Regions from separate parts of the Hordeum vulgare genome. Here region 2 is linked to region 1. A link is a contact called in public Hi-C data. All regions are on one chromosome and are shown on one strand. Each heading gives the region's core, a stretch centred on a gene start, on an enhancer-like site or on the middle of the called end of the contact. The rest is flanking DNA. Distances are from core to core; before and after follow the strand shown.

Region 1 (6,704 bases), core at 1,987-4,486:
TAGGGTTTTTTATTTTTATTTAATGTAATGCGGACGCGTGGACTATCGCCGGCCTTCGTGGCCGGCTTTTAATGTTTAATTATGTATTATGTGTTTTTTTCACGCCGGCAAAAATGGGTCCGGCGAGCGTTGGGTGCACGAACCGATCCATTTACGGAAGCGGACGTTCGTGTCCACCTGACCGACCAAAATGGACAAAAAACGAACAAATTTATCGTCCGTTTGGATCGGTCCGTTAGAGTTGTTCTAATGCTAAGCTGGTTGAATCATCTTTCTGAATTTGTATTAGTACTAACATAATTTAAAGCCTTTAGCACTTGATGGTTTTGCCTTAAGGCATATGACAAAAGAGACTTAAAAAGAGGGTGATAGCAATGCGAGTGTGCCTATTTAGAGTTTGATTAATACTGTCTTCGTTTTAAAGTATAAGGTGCATTAATTTTCAAAAAATAAAACACATTCATGTTCGACCATGTTTTAGGAAAAGTACGAGTATCTAAAATTTTGTACCAATAGATCTACCACCAGAACTATTTTCATATTTCATTTACTTTGTATCATAGGTGTTGATATTTAATTCTAGAATCCTGACCAGACATATACATATTTAACTTGCACGAAAATTGACACATCTTAGAGCATCTCTAGAAGATCACGCATTTCCGCAAAAACTGTAAAATAACCGCCGTTTTGCCATTTTGGGGGTGAAAAAGCACGCAGACCAAATCCCGCAAAAGTGACCGGCCTGCAAAAAAAATTAAGGGGCGCGACAGTTTCCCCCCGCGGAATTGTCAAAATCGCGTTTTGTGTGGTCGACCCGGCGACGACCTCTATTCTAGATCGATTTGGCGGGGGGGGGGGGGGACATTTCACCGCGGCAGTTCACCTTTCCTCTTCCCCCCGCCGCCGAGGATCTTCACCTCCCCGCTTCGGTCGAGCTCCCGGCGGCCCTCCAGCGCGGCCATGGACACCCCCGACCCCGCGCTCGTCACCGTGGAAGTAGAGGTAGCCAAATCAATGGCGGGCGGAGCCGCGGTGGATCTCCCCGCCGACCATCTCCGAGCCGCGCCGGAAGCCTCCTACAACGCTGTTCCTCGCAAGCGCCTCGGTAACATCATCGTGCAGGGAGGCGGCCCGTTCCCACCGCCATCGTTGCCGCCACCAAGGGGGTCGGTCGCCCTAAAGCTCGCCCTTCTGCTCGGTATAGGGACGCCGGTAATATTGGCGAAACCGAGGCGATGGAGGCAGCGAAGAAGAAGGTCTTGCTCAAACGCAAGCGGGCGCCTCCGACCAACAAGGCCCCGGCGAGTTCTACGCCTGCCACCGCCGCCATCCCACCGGTGTTCGACGGAATGCCCAAAAGGTACGTCCGACCAATTGTGTCTTCTTCTTCGCCGCCGTTGGGGGTTTTCGCTCAAGAGTTCGTCGTCTCTTTTCTAGGTCCGAGTACGCGGCTATCCTCGAGGAAAACGCGGTGAACATTGAGGATGCGCCGCTTGGGGAATATGGATACAACGACATGGACGACGGGGTACACGGTGGCGGCGAAGAAGAGGAGGAGGAGGAGCTACAGGAGATTGGAGGGGAGGTCTTCGAGGCATCGCAATCCACGACAGGGTATAGCAAGAGGAAGAAGGCTGTGTCACTCGATGCCATCCACGGCACCGACCAAACCGGGAAGAGGTATTGGCAAAGGATAGAAGACAAGTTCTTCTGGTTGATGCCAAACAATGTCGGCAAAACACCACGCACATATAGATCACTCCAATGTCATTGGGATGTGATCAAGCCGACGGTTAGCCGGTGGTGTGGATGTTTGGAGCAAGTCTACAATGCTCCTTCAAGTGGAACCAATTAAGCTGATTGGGTGAGTGTTTTATCAGCAACCATCATATTGTTTGCAAATGATAGTGCTTTAACATAGTTCCTTTGGTTGTAGGAGAAAATTGCAGCCGGAAGGTATAGAGACATGCCGGCATCCAAGGAGAAAACCCTTTGCATTTGAGCATTGTTGGGTGATGTTTAGTGAGAAATGGAAGGTGAGGGACAAAGAAGCACTGTCGAAGAAAGGTGCCTTCACCTTGTTGGATGATGAGGATGATGATGAAGAAGAGAGGAACAAGGGTAGGCCGGATGGCACCAAGAAGGCCAAGGACAATATGAGGAAGGATTCGGAGGCATCAAGTTTGAGAGAGAAGATAGACCATATTGTGAAGTCAAATGAGTTGATGGTCACCATGACTATTGAAGCAAAAAAAAGAGTTGGCAATGAAGAGGTCTCAAGAGAAAGAGGAGAAGTGGCATCAAATCAAGGAGAGCAAGTTGCGGAAGGTGGCCATTGAGGACAAAAGAGCCCAAGCCGAGGAAACCAAAGCTCTCGCCAAGCTCATTGCCGAGGAGAACAAGATCATGACCATGAACCGCAATGAGATGGATGAGATAACCTTGGAGTGGCATGATTTGATGAGAAAGGAGATCTTGGAGCGAAGGAGGACGGCCCCATCGGTGTTGTTGGTGGTGGTGGTGCTTGATGGTTCTTCATCATGGTTTTTCCACTTTAATGTGGTTCTTTTGATGCAAAAACGATCTATTGGGTTGTTTGGATGCTTAAAACTATATTATTTGCTATTTGTATGTAAGAACTATGTTGAATTTTTTAAATTTTCATATTCATTGCCGAAATTTCTTTTTATTTATGCAATTATGTTTTTACGGTTTATAGGTTCACTTTTGGCTGCGGTAGAATAGACATCGCATTGCCGAACTGTAAAACAGAATGGACCGATAAACCGGTTCTTCATGCCCCGCATCACGGGTTTGCAGGCTGACGGAATGCGGTGTCTCCTATGAAACCGAGTCAATAGATGGTAGGTATACAAGTGCGCCTAGTGCGACAACACCTCAAAAATTGGGTGCGTATGTGCCTACTTAGTCTTCATTTGGTACCATCAATCAGCGATTGACATGACACTGGTCTACTGGTACGCATTGGCGGCCACTAATTTGCCACTCACGCCGACGTGTCAAACGGTGGCATGCACCCTTTCCAAATCAGTGAAGAAAAGAGAAACGGAAGAAACATCTATTGCCTTCAAAATTATACGTGTGACGACTCTAGGGACAAGGTTGGTGCTGGTGTGGTGTCACTTGCGATAAGATCGGGATTAGCGGCAGTACAGATGGGAAGGCGGAACGTCCGTCCGTCCTTGGATCTGTATCTTTTGAGCCGTCAGCGTCAGCCGTAGCCTTTCTTCTGTATCTTTGGCAAACGTCCTTGTCTTACGTGACCTGGAGCTGGGACCTGGAAAGTCGAAAGTGGAAACCCAAGGGGGAAAAGATAGGGCGGCATTGAACACCTTTTGGGCCTAAATCAAGACGGTTGCTAGTTTAAGCCTGCTGCGAGCTACTTACCCCCTTTGGGCCGTTGGGCACCGCACCAAACTTTGTTCTTTCACTAACCTTGGTGCTTTCGCCAGTCTAGCCCCAATGGGTGTGTTTTTTCTTCTTCTTCTTGCGAGATGTTCATGTTAAATTCCACGTGCCTCCACCACTTCTGTCCCTTTGTATGCCATTCCTAGAGGCTCAGCTGGAGGATATGCTAGTATCATGTTCTTATGAAACCCTCATATATATACATGCTGCATAGGGAGTGTTGATTATTTGTAAAGCTTGACAATGGCTCTCCTTGACTGAGGTTTGTAAGGCGATTTCAGTTTTGCAGATTTTAATTCTTTTCAGGAGCGGAACACTTTTTTTGTTGTTGGAGGGGGGCAGTTTTTTTGCTGGAGCCTTTTTCAGTGACAATTGAGGCTTCGAGCTGGCATTGTGAAGTGGCAAATAGCGACAAACTATAATGTTTCTTTGGCCAGTTTTTAGTGTTTTCTTATTCCATGTTCCCTTGTCCTTTTATAGTTTATGTACGTTGTTTATTTAGATTTACGGTGCTCTTTTTCTTTTCTTTTTCTATGTTTCTTCTTCTTCTTCTTTTTTAGTGTTTTATATTTGTTGGTGTCATTTCCCCCTTTCTTTGTTTGCATGAAATACACTGACATTTTTTAAGTGCGCGAACATAAATCTAGTTATGCCTGAATCAAAAAAAAGTTAATCCAGATACAAGGCTCAAATTTTGTGTTTGATTTTTTTTTCTTTGCAGATTTCATATTCAATTTTTTAGAATAGAAATATTGAGATTATTTTAATTTTTTTATTCAGTTAACCATCGTAGCAACTTCTGATAGACCCATGTAGCAACATTTAGTCGCGTAAAATCTATTCTAGGCATGAATCAAGCTATGATTAGATTAGATGGTTAGAAAGACAGTGGTAACTTCAGCCCACCATGGTTCAAGTCTTGTACTTGATAATGGTGCTCGTCTTTTTCTTAATTTATTTCAGCCTTTTCGACGATGTTCGTGCTTTGGGGAAGACGTTTTCGTTGATGTTTGAGGTGATTTCGTCAATCTTAAGATGCTATGTTGGCTTGGTCTTTTGGAGGTGTTCATATGGATAAGTTATGTGTGTGCGTTTATAGAGGTGATTATATGCTCGTTTATGTGAGCAGCTTCAATTGTAGTGGTAAAGAAAACTATTCTAGACTCCATGATCTTTTACGGTTGAAAATCTAAAGAACTGACAGTTTCAGTATGGTACATAGTGTTTTTTTATTTCAGCCTTAATTTTGTCCATTTATTTAATATTGGTTTCCTTTTTATTTAATTTTTCCATGAATTTAAAATATATTTTTAAGGACATTCAAATTTATAAAACACAGTAATTTATTTAAACGACTTTCATGAATTTTAAACAAATATCATGTATTTCAAAAGGCATCATAAATTGGAAATGTGTTATTAAACTATTTTTTTGGAAATATTCATGATTTCCTTTAAATTTGTTGCTTAAAACTTGCAAAATATTCATCAAATTTAAAAATAATCATAAAATTGAAAATAAAAATTGGAAAATGAATACTTAAAACAAATGAACTGAAAATAAAAATAAAAATAAAAATAAATGTAAAGATTAAACCAGTGTCAACTAGTTGGAAAAGTAAGAAAGACTCAAATATAAAACTCGTAGAAAACCTAGCAGAAAACACACACGAATGTGTTGTGGAGCTCCCTACAATGATCAAGTGCATGCCCACTAGGGTCCGACCCATTAAGCACTGCAAGCTCACTCGCTCACTCGCTCGTTCGTTGGGGAGCTCCTAGGTGGGGTCGATTTCAGATGCGAACTCGCTAACCATTGAAGTTACCAGACTGGAGTGATTCGTTACAGCCTGAATGCTTAATAAGATTGTCACAGCGCTATTTGTTGATACATAACCATATACCGTATTGCTTAAAATTATTGGAAAAAAGGCCATGATAAATTTTTTTGGATAAAAAATCGTGACAAACTAGAAAATAGTTCATCGATATTCAAAAAGTGCTCATCAAATTTTAAAAATTGTATATTTAAAAACGTTCATCATTTTTGAAAAATATTCATTGAAATTGAAAAACAGTTCGTGGATTTGCAAAAAAGTACAAATTTGAAAAAGTTCAACAATTTGAAAAAAAGTTCGTCAAATTTGAAAAAAGGGCAACGAATTTGGAAAAAGTTCAGCGATCCTGAAAAAAGTTCATCGATTTGAAAAATTCATTACAATTTTAAAAAAGTCCATCGGATGTGGATAAAGTTCATTGAAATTGAAAAATGTTCATCAATTTTGAGAAAAGTTCATCGACTTTGATAAAAAAGTTCATCGAGTTTGAAAAATAGTTCATCAATTTGGAAAAAGTTTACAAATTAAAAGGAAAAAATCCATCAGTCTTGAAAAGAGTTCATTGTATTTGGAAAAGAGTTCATCAAATTTTAAAACTTTATCAAACTTGAAAAACGTCCGTTAGTATGAAAAATGTAATTGAATTAGAAATAAGTTCATCCAATTGATGGTAAGATCAAACGAAAACAGAAAAACAGAAAAATAGCCAAACAAAAAACAGGAAAAACGAAAAACAAAAAAACGAAAAAAAGAAAAATGGAAAAGCAAAAACGAAACAAAAGTAAGGTAATATAAGAAAATGATGGAGATTTTTTACATTCAGTTTTCGTGATCGGGTGTTTACTCGTGGGGAGTGAATCAGATGGTCCCTGTTTGATTCCCAGCTCCTACGAATTTTTTGGGCATTGAAAATCAGGAGAAAAAACGCTATCTAAATGGGCCTAACCCAGCTAACGAGCTGCTGGCGCCGGTTTGCAAAAAAGAACTAAAACCGGGGGTTATGACGCTAAATAGGGTTTGCCCGTTCGTTAAGACCATGTCCAATGACTGTTTAACCCCTCTGACCATTTACAATTTAGTCGTGTTGGTCGTTGATTTTTAGGGAAAGTTTATTTTTGTCACTTTAGGTTTTGTGGAATTTAAGAAATTCATAAATTTTAATAAATATAATGAACTTATAAAATATTCAGAAACTTGAAAAATGTTCACGAATTAAAAAAAAGTTCATGAATTTAAAAAAATATTAGCGATTCAATTTTGGAAAATTCGAAATAAATCAATGATTTGTAAAGAAAGTTTGTGGATTCCAAATTAAATAAGGGATTTTTAAAAATGTTATCTTTTTTAACAAAATATTCACATGTTTGAAAAAAGTTCATTGATTTCAGAAAACTTCATAAATTTGGAAAATGTCTATACATTTAAAATAACAGCT
Region 2 (7,071 bases), core at 123-2,622, 220 kb after region 1:
TGCAGATTGAAAACCAAACGAAATAAAGAAACCCGAAAAAGAAACATTATAAACCAAAGAAAAAATAAAAAATAAAAGCGAAGAACAAATATAAAAATAATGAAAATGAAAAACCAATAGAAAGAAGATGAAAATATGACAAAAGAAAAAAGAAACCCAGAGAAAATTGGCTCGACTTGCTTTAAATAAGTCGTGTCTTTTTCCTCGAAATAACTAATTGAGGAGTATTTCTTTAAAAGATCACTCCCACCTCCTCACGTTGCGATAAGTGGTGCACTGTATGTGGGCCACATGTCGCAACCTGAGAGTTTTTTACTTTTTTTTGCATATATCTGTATTTCCAAAACTTTTTATCTCATAAACCGTGCGTTCAAATCTCGAACCGCTTGCATTATTGGGGTTTTTGCGTCGACATCTTCAAAACTAGATCCGGTATTGATATGTTTTGATGAACTTTTTTTGTGAAGAAACCGGATGAAAAAATTAAAGGAAAAAAGCGTGCCTTTCGTGATAAAAAAATAGGTTTTTTTCGTTTACGAGAGGCACTGTTGTGCCTCTCACGAAGGAAAAAATTTGCCTTTCGCAGAAGCAAAACCATGCCTCACATTAGAAAAAACAGAAAATGCATTTTTTTTGTTTTTGAGAGGCATGCCCGTACCTCTTGTGAAAGCAAAACCGTGCCTATCATAAAAAACGTGTTTTTTAAATTTCCAATAGGCATGATCATGTCTCTCACTAAGTAAAAGCGTGCCTTTGGGAAAAGCAAAACCATGCATCTTACAAAAAACACATATTTTTTTTCATTTCTAAGAGGTGTGGCCGTTCCTCTCGCTGAAGCAAATACGTATCACTCAGGGAAGCAAAACCGTTCATCTTTCAAAAAAACATAAAAAACATTTTTTTCCGTTTTCGAGAGGCACGACCGTGCCTCACACGAAGGCAAAACAGTGTCTTTCGCGAAACCAAAACGATGCCTTTTGCGAAGAAAAAACAGAAAATGCGTTTTTTCATGCAAACTTTATTTTTTTTAATATTTTTTTCATCCAGAAGCTAAGAAAGACCGGTGAAAAACTGAAACACCAAATGACCGGGAAAAAACAATCTAAAAAGCAGAAAACGTGTGCGGAAAAATAATAAAATAAAATTCCAAGGAAACGTTCAGAACGCGGTACGTGACGACGGCTGAGAACACGTCAAATGGCGACGCGTGGTAGTGATCGCTGAAAGTATCCTAAAGAAGTGCTCGCTAACTAGTTGCTCATTTTTTCCTCTCTTTATTTTAATCGTGCACAAAATTCGGTCGGCCCAGTAATGACCACAACGTCGAAAACCTCAATGCGAGACTTTCCACGGATTCGCTCACTGCAAGATATAGTCAGTGCCGTGGGTGCAAATACGTCTCTGCGAGAAGCACAAATATAACTGGCCCAGGCTTGTAACAGTTGTTTCCCTTCATTTTGTTTTCCTTTTCTCTTTTTCATCTTCATTTACATATATTTAACACTTTGTTTTAATGGTAAAAAATAAATTTTAGAAAAAATTAAACTATTTTTAGAGTTAGATTTTTAAATTGTTAACAATTTATTTTATCCACATGATCATCTCATTTGAAAATTTTCAACCATATCTTTTCATGGCCATGAGCATTTTTTAAAAATATAATAATTTTTCATTGTTGGTACAGATATGTTGTCTTATATATGGAAAATATATTCTTACATGATCTTTTTTGACTTGCTAAATCCCACCATTTATATATATAATCATTTTTAAAATATTTAAATACAGATATATGTAGACATACTTTAGAGTGTCGATTTACACATTTTGCCGTGTATGTAGTCCGTATTGAAATCTCTAAAAGTTCTATCATTTAGAAACAGAGGGAGTAATATTTACTAGTATTGTGAACATTGTATTTGTATTCCCTCCATACTTTGAAATTCTAGGTTTACAGTTGAACAAATCTTTGAGCTGTATTTATAATTAGAACCAAATGAAATTCTTTATTGAGATGGTTGTTAATACATAACTTTGTTTAAGTGTTTATTACTGAAAACATAACAAATTCAATTTCTTATAAAGGTTTAAATAATCGTATGTACCAATGAGTTGTGCTCGTGCTCGACCATTAAAGTTGTACTTCTAACAGTGATTACTTCATTTCCGCTAAAGGCTGGAGCGTGGCATTCCTTGTTCTACACTAAGGTGTGACAATCTTTCTATGGGAGTACATTATCAATATTTGGTGTATGAGATTTTAGCGATTTGACTGGACGAGACACTAGACACTAGAACCTTAGCAAACATAAAATCAGCTCCAATATATATTTTTATGATACTAAAAACAAGGTCAACCTGGTCACAAGTCAACCCCTACATGCAATTGAAAAACAAGCAAAAAACTTGAGACATGCAATTTAAATTTGTGAATATAAGATAAAATACTTGAGAAAAAAATGAGGTTTGTGATGATGTGTACTGCATATGGCCCTGGCTAAGGGCGGCAAAAGCTAAAGCTCATTCAGACAAAACCTTGACCTCTATTGATGCCCTAACTCGTGTTTTAGGGAGGAACATAAGGGTGTTTCGCTAGCCCAAGGAGAAGGGAAAGATTCTACCCTAGCCGGCTTTTTCCTAGATGCAAGGTCTAAAAATGTTTTTCGTCTATTTACACTCAGAATACATGATCTTTGTTAGAGCATATTTCTCCATATGTGGTTTTGGTAATTGATGACAATCTCTATGGACTAATGGTTGCCTTAAGTTATATTTATAGGATTTGTCCATAGACACTTCTTGAAGTCCATCTGTTAGGTTCAAGAAGTTTATATGATGACCAAGGTGGTATTCAAGTTATTATCCAAAGAATGGTCACAGAGACACAAGGTTGATCAAGATCGTCAGACAAAGAGTAAATCAAGATGATCAACACACAAAGCGTACAAGATGTACCGAGAGGGATCAAGTGATCCCATGGTATGGTAAGCATTGTCCCTTACGTGTTTGTGTACTAACTCATGGTCTTCGTGAGAGTTCTATGTGGGGTTAGATGTATTTCCATGGGCTTACGTCTAGAGGAAGATCTCATACAACCCATGAAGGATGACGTCAAGTGGTGATCGTCATCAAGATTGCGGTGTGCAAGTTCAAGTGGATCTACACGAAGATATCATGCTTGAAGCTTGCCGTCCATTGTGGTGGTAATGGACTTGTGAAGATATGCTGAAGAGCGGCTCACCCATGTTGTGCATGGGGGAGCAATCAACTAGTCTTCATCAAGCCAACGCAATCAAGAAGGTGGTCCATCTTGAGGAAGCCAAGATCATCGTCATCTAGCTCAAGAGGACTAGGTGCAAGGTATAGGTTTGCCCTTGATAGGTTTTCTGTTTTAGGATAGATTGTCGTACTGTCAAGGGGGGCTCTCAAGTGAGTAGCTCGATCGTATCGTTCGTTGAGAGATCAAACCATTTGCATCCTTGCATCATACTTCTTGGTTCTTGTTTGGATAGCTCTTTGTCGTCCTGAATGCAACAAGCTTGGGTTTGCTCGATTCGGAGCTTGTATGCGAAAGTTATGGTTGTTTCACTCACGAGCGGTAGTACCGCTTGTGCCAAGCGGTACTACCGCTCCCTAGCGGTAGTACCGCTCCGGGTGGGCGGTAGTACCGCTCCCTAGCAGTAGTACCGCGCCCTAGCGGTAGTACCGCTCAGGGTGGGCGGTAGTACCGCTTCGAGACGGTAGTACCTCTCTCTGAGCGGTAGTACTTCGTCGGACTTTTTGCGAATACTTTTCCAAGCGGTGGTAGGCCCGACAGTAATATCTTTACTACCGTGGCCAAGCGGTAGTACCGTTCTTCGCCGGTGGTAGTACCGCTAGGGGCAGCGGTAGTACTGCTCCTCGCCAACACTAGTACCGCTAGAGGCAGCGGTAATACCGCGCCTCGCCAGCGGTAGTACCGCTGTGTGCGGGCTGTAAGTGGGGGTAACGGTGTGATTCCTTCCCCCACTATATAAAGGGGGTCTTCTTCCCCCTTGGACTTATCCATATCTTTAGCTCGTGTTCTTGCCCCATTGTTGACCTTCTTCGAGCTTGCTAACTCTCAATCCCTCCAATGATTCTTGCTAGTTCTTGAGGGAAAAGAGAGGGGAGATCTAGATCCACATTTCCACCAATCACTTTCTCCTCTAAGTGAGGGGAACCCCTTGGGTCTAGATCTTGGATTTCTTCGTGTTCTTCTTTGTTCTTCCTCTCATTTTCCTCCCTAGAATTAGCTGCTTTGGTGGGATTTGGGAGAGAAGGACTAAGGCACTCCGTGTGCCCTTGCCATTGCATTTGGTGCATTGCTTTGAGTTATCCACGGTGATACGTGGAAGTGAGAAGTTGAGAAGCTTATTACCCTTGGGTACTTGGTACACCTAGAAGCTTGGTGGTGCCTTGGAGCTCAATCATTGTGGTGCAAAGCTCCGGGCAAGCGTCGGGGTGTGACGCCCTCGGTTTAATCGTACGCTAATCATACACGCAAATGCGTACGATCAAACCCAAGGACTCACGGGAAGATATCACAACACAACACTAGACACAAATAAAACAATATCAGCTTCATATTACAAGCCAGGGGCCTCGAGGGCTAGATTACAGAAGCTCGATAAACACACGAGTCAGCGGAAGCAACAATATCTGAGTACAGACATAAAACATGGGGTGCCTTAGAGAAGGCTAGCACAAAAGAAAACATGATCCAACGAGGCGAGGCCTCTTGCCTGGGAACCTCCTAACTACTCCTAAGCTTCAACGACCTCCACGAAGATGACACCATCGAGATGACAGACATCGGTAGGAAACTCCACTCCTGGGCTCCATCATCTGGTCGCAGCAACAGATCAAGGGGACAAGGGGGGAGCCAACCAGCGATGAGTACTCATCCAAAGTACTCGCAAGACTTACATCAGAACTATGCTAAATGCACCAGTATCAAAGAAGGGGTTTTATATGTGGACTGACTGCAGCAATGCGAGAACAGAGAGAGAAGGCCTAGTCCTATCGAAGACTAGCATCTTCAGGGTCTTGCAGCAATAGACGAGAGTAGAACAGGGGGTAAAACAATAATAGTCATATTGTTGCAGCAATATTAAAGTGAGGTCATGCCTAGAGATCCAACCTCGACTCCCTGCAAGGAAGAAATCCCGAGGCAAACTAATTCCAGTTAAGTAACAATTGTAGTTGTATAAGATCGGGGCACAACTCCAAGTCGTTCTATAACCGTGGACACGGCTATCCGAATAGTTAATTTTCATCCCTACAGGGGTGCACCACATGTCCCGTCACGCTCGATAACACTCTGGCCGGACATACTTTTCTGGGTCCTGCCCGGCCTCGGAATATCGACACGCCGCAGCCCCACCTAAGACTAATGAGAGAGGCCAGCCCGCCGGTCTAACTCCTAAGCACGAAGGGTTCGTGGGCCCAGTTCCCCTTCGCGCTCCTACACGTGGCGTGGGTGGCCGACGTCAGTCCTAGCATCCCTTAATCACAAGAGTGATGCATCTCGGGACCACTCGGGCTCGCGCCGCTACATTGCTGGCATCTGAAAAGCTTCGGCTGATACCGCGACGCCGAGTACCCATAATTCTTCCCGCGTAGCCGGTTAGTGCGAAAAGGTCTCCGACCAACCCAGATCGAATACCCAAATCCATTTAACATTTTAATTAGGCGAACAACACAGTCTCACGGGAATCCACTCGTCTTACAACTAATCACCAAAGATCCCAGTAACATGGTCTAGTAACTGTGTGGTTGTAACATCGGGGGGAATCCGAGGTATCACCCTCGTTGGATTCCGAACGATGTACCCGTCAAGGTGGGCTTAGAGGAATCACCCTCGGGGGTCCCACACTTGAGGCGTTGCACGACAGAGGCGTCATCGGGAATGGTGAAAGAGGAATCACCCTCGATAACCACGACCGACTAGCTATACTACAGAGATATCATCAGGAGTACTTAGCGAGGTGTCACCCTCGGTACCAGATAGTATCTCTGTAGCGTCGTACAACGAAGGGGGGTGAATGTGCTGTGTCAGGTCTGGCTCATCGATCAGGGATCGAGATTTGAAAACAAGCGAGGCAACTGGACTACGGGGTCAGAGGGGATGACTGCTCCACCTATACTAAGCAGATTAAAGGTGCAGAACTGAAAGTAGCAGTTCATCAAAAACAGGCTATGCATCAGATATAGGAGCTAACTATAACAGTAGCAAAATACTAATGCAAGCAGTAGGAAGAAAGACATAGGCGATATAGGAATGATCAAGGGGGGTTTGCTTGCCTTGCTGCTCTGCGGCAAAGGACTGAACGGCAGGGTCGTAGATGTACCCGGCAGCAGCGTCAGTCTTGGGGTCTACCGGTAAGAAGAGGGGGAAGAAACAATAAATAATAGCAACGGTGCAACACAAAGCATGACATGGCAAGATGCAGGCTAGACATGAGCTAACGCAGCAACATCCGTCATAGACGGGTCGGAAGAATATCTGACGATATTTTACGGGTCTCGGGCTACTACGTGTCAGACTGGAAACGATGAAAATGTTCCATGTTTGCTATGCTAGGGACGCGTGATAGACGAATGGACCGTGTATCCGGGTTCGTCTCGTTCTGCTGATCAACTTTCATGTTGAAAATATTTTGATCTGACTTACGGAGAAGGAGGAAGAAGGAGGAAGAAGAAGGAGGAGTTTAATATTAATTTTTAAAGTTTTATTCAATAATTAGGAATTGAAAACAGATTTAAATAATTTAATAAAAAGCTATTATGACATCAGCATGATGTCATGCTGACATCAACAGTTGACTAGTCAACTGACCAACGGGTCCCGAACGTCATAGGCACAAGTTTTAATTAAGATTAAATATTAATTAATTAGATTAATTTAGTGGGGGACCCATGTGTCATACTCTAATTATTCTAATTATCCAATTAACTAATTAACTGATATATCTATTTATTTATTTAATAAAAACATTATTTTTGTTTTTACATTTTAATTTTTACTTTTCTCAATTATCGCGTGGGGCC

Evidence for each region. Hi-C and Micro-C count contacts between places; a contact is called where the count stands out from the background.
Region 2: a contact with region 1 is called in a Hi-C map of leaf, with 2.9 times the contacts expected there. The contact joins two enhancer-like sites. A contact is called at or near these places in 2 of 6 Hi-C or Micro-C datasets (leaf and seedling).

The regions. Positions count from the first base shown.
Region 1 is chr5H:67,952,720-67,959,423 of MorexV3_pseudomolecules_assembly, forward strand. No RefSeq gene overlaps it. Among protein-coding and RNA genes, the nearest start is that of LOC123396527, 120 kb to the right of the region's middle. Within about 2 kb of position 3,237, at least 3 of the 3 cell types and tissues checked have open chromatin away from gene starts, as enhancers often do. A contact at or near this core is called in leaf, where this site is marked.
Region 2 is chr5H:68,172,534-68,179,604 of MorexV3_pseudomolecules_assembly, forward strand. No RefSeq gene overlaps it. Among protein-coding and RNA genes, the nearest start is that of LOC123395555, 66 kb to the right of the region's middle. Within about 2 kb of position 1,373, at least 2 of the 3 cell types and tissues checked have open chromatin away from gene starts, as enhancers often do. A contact at or near this core is called in leaf, where this site is marked.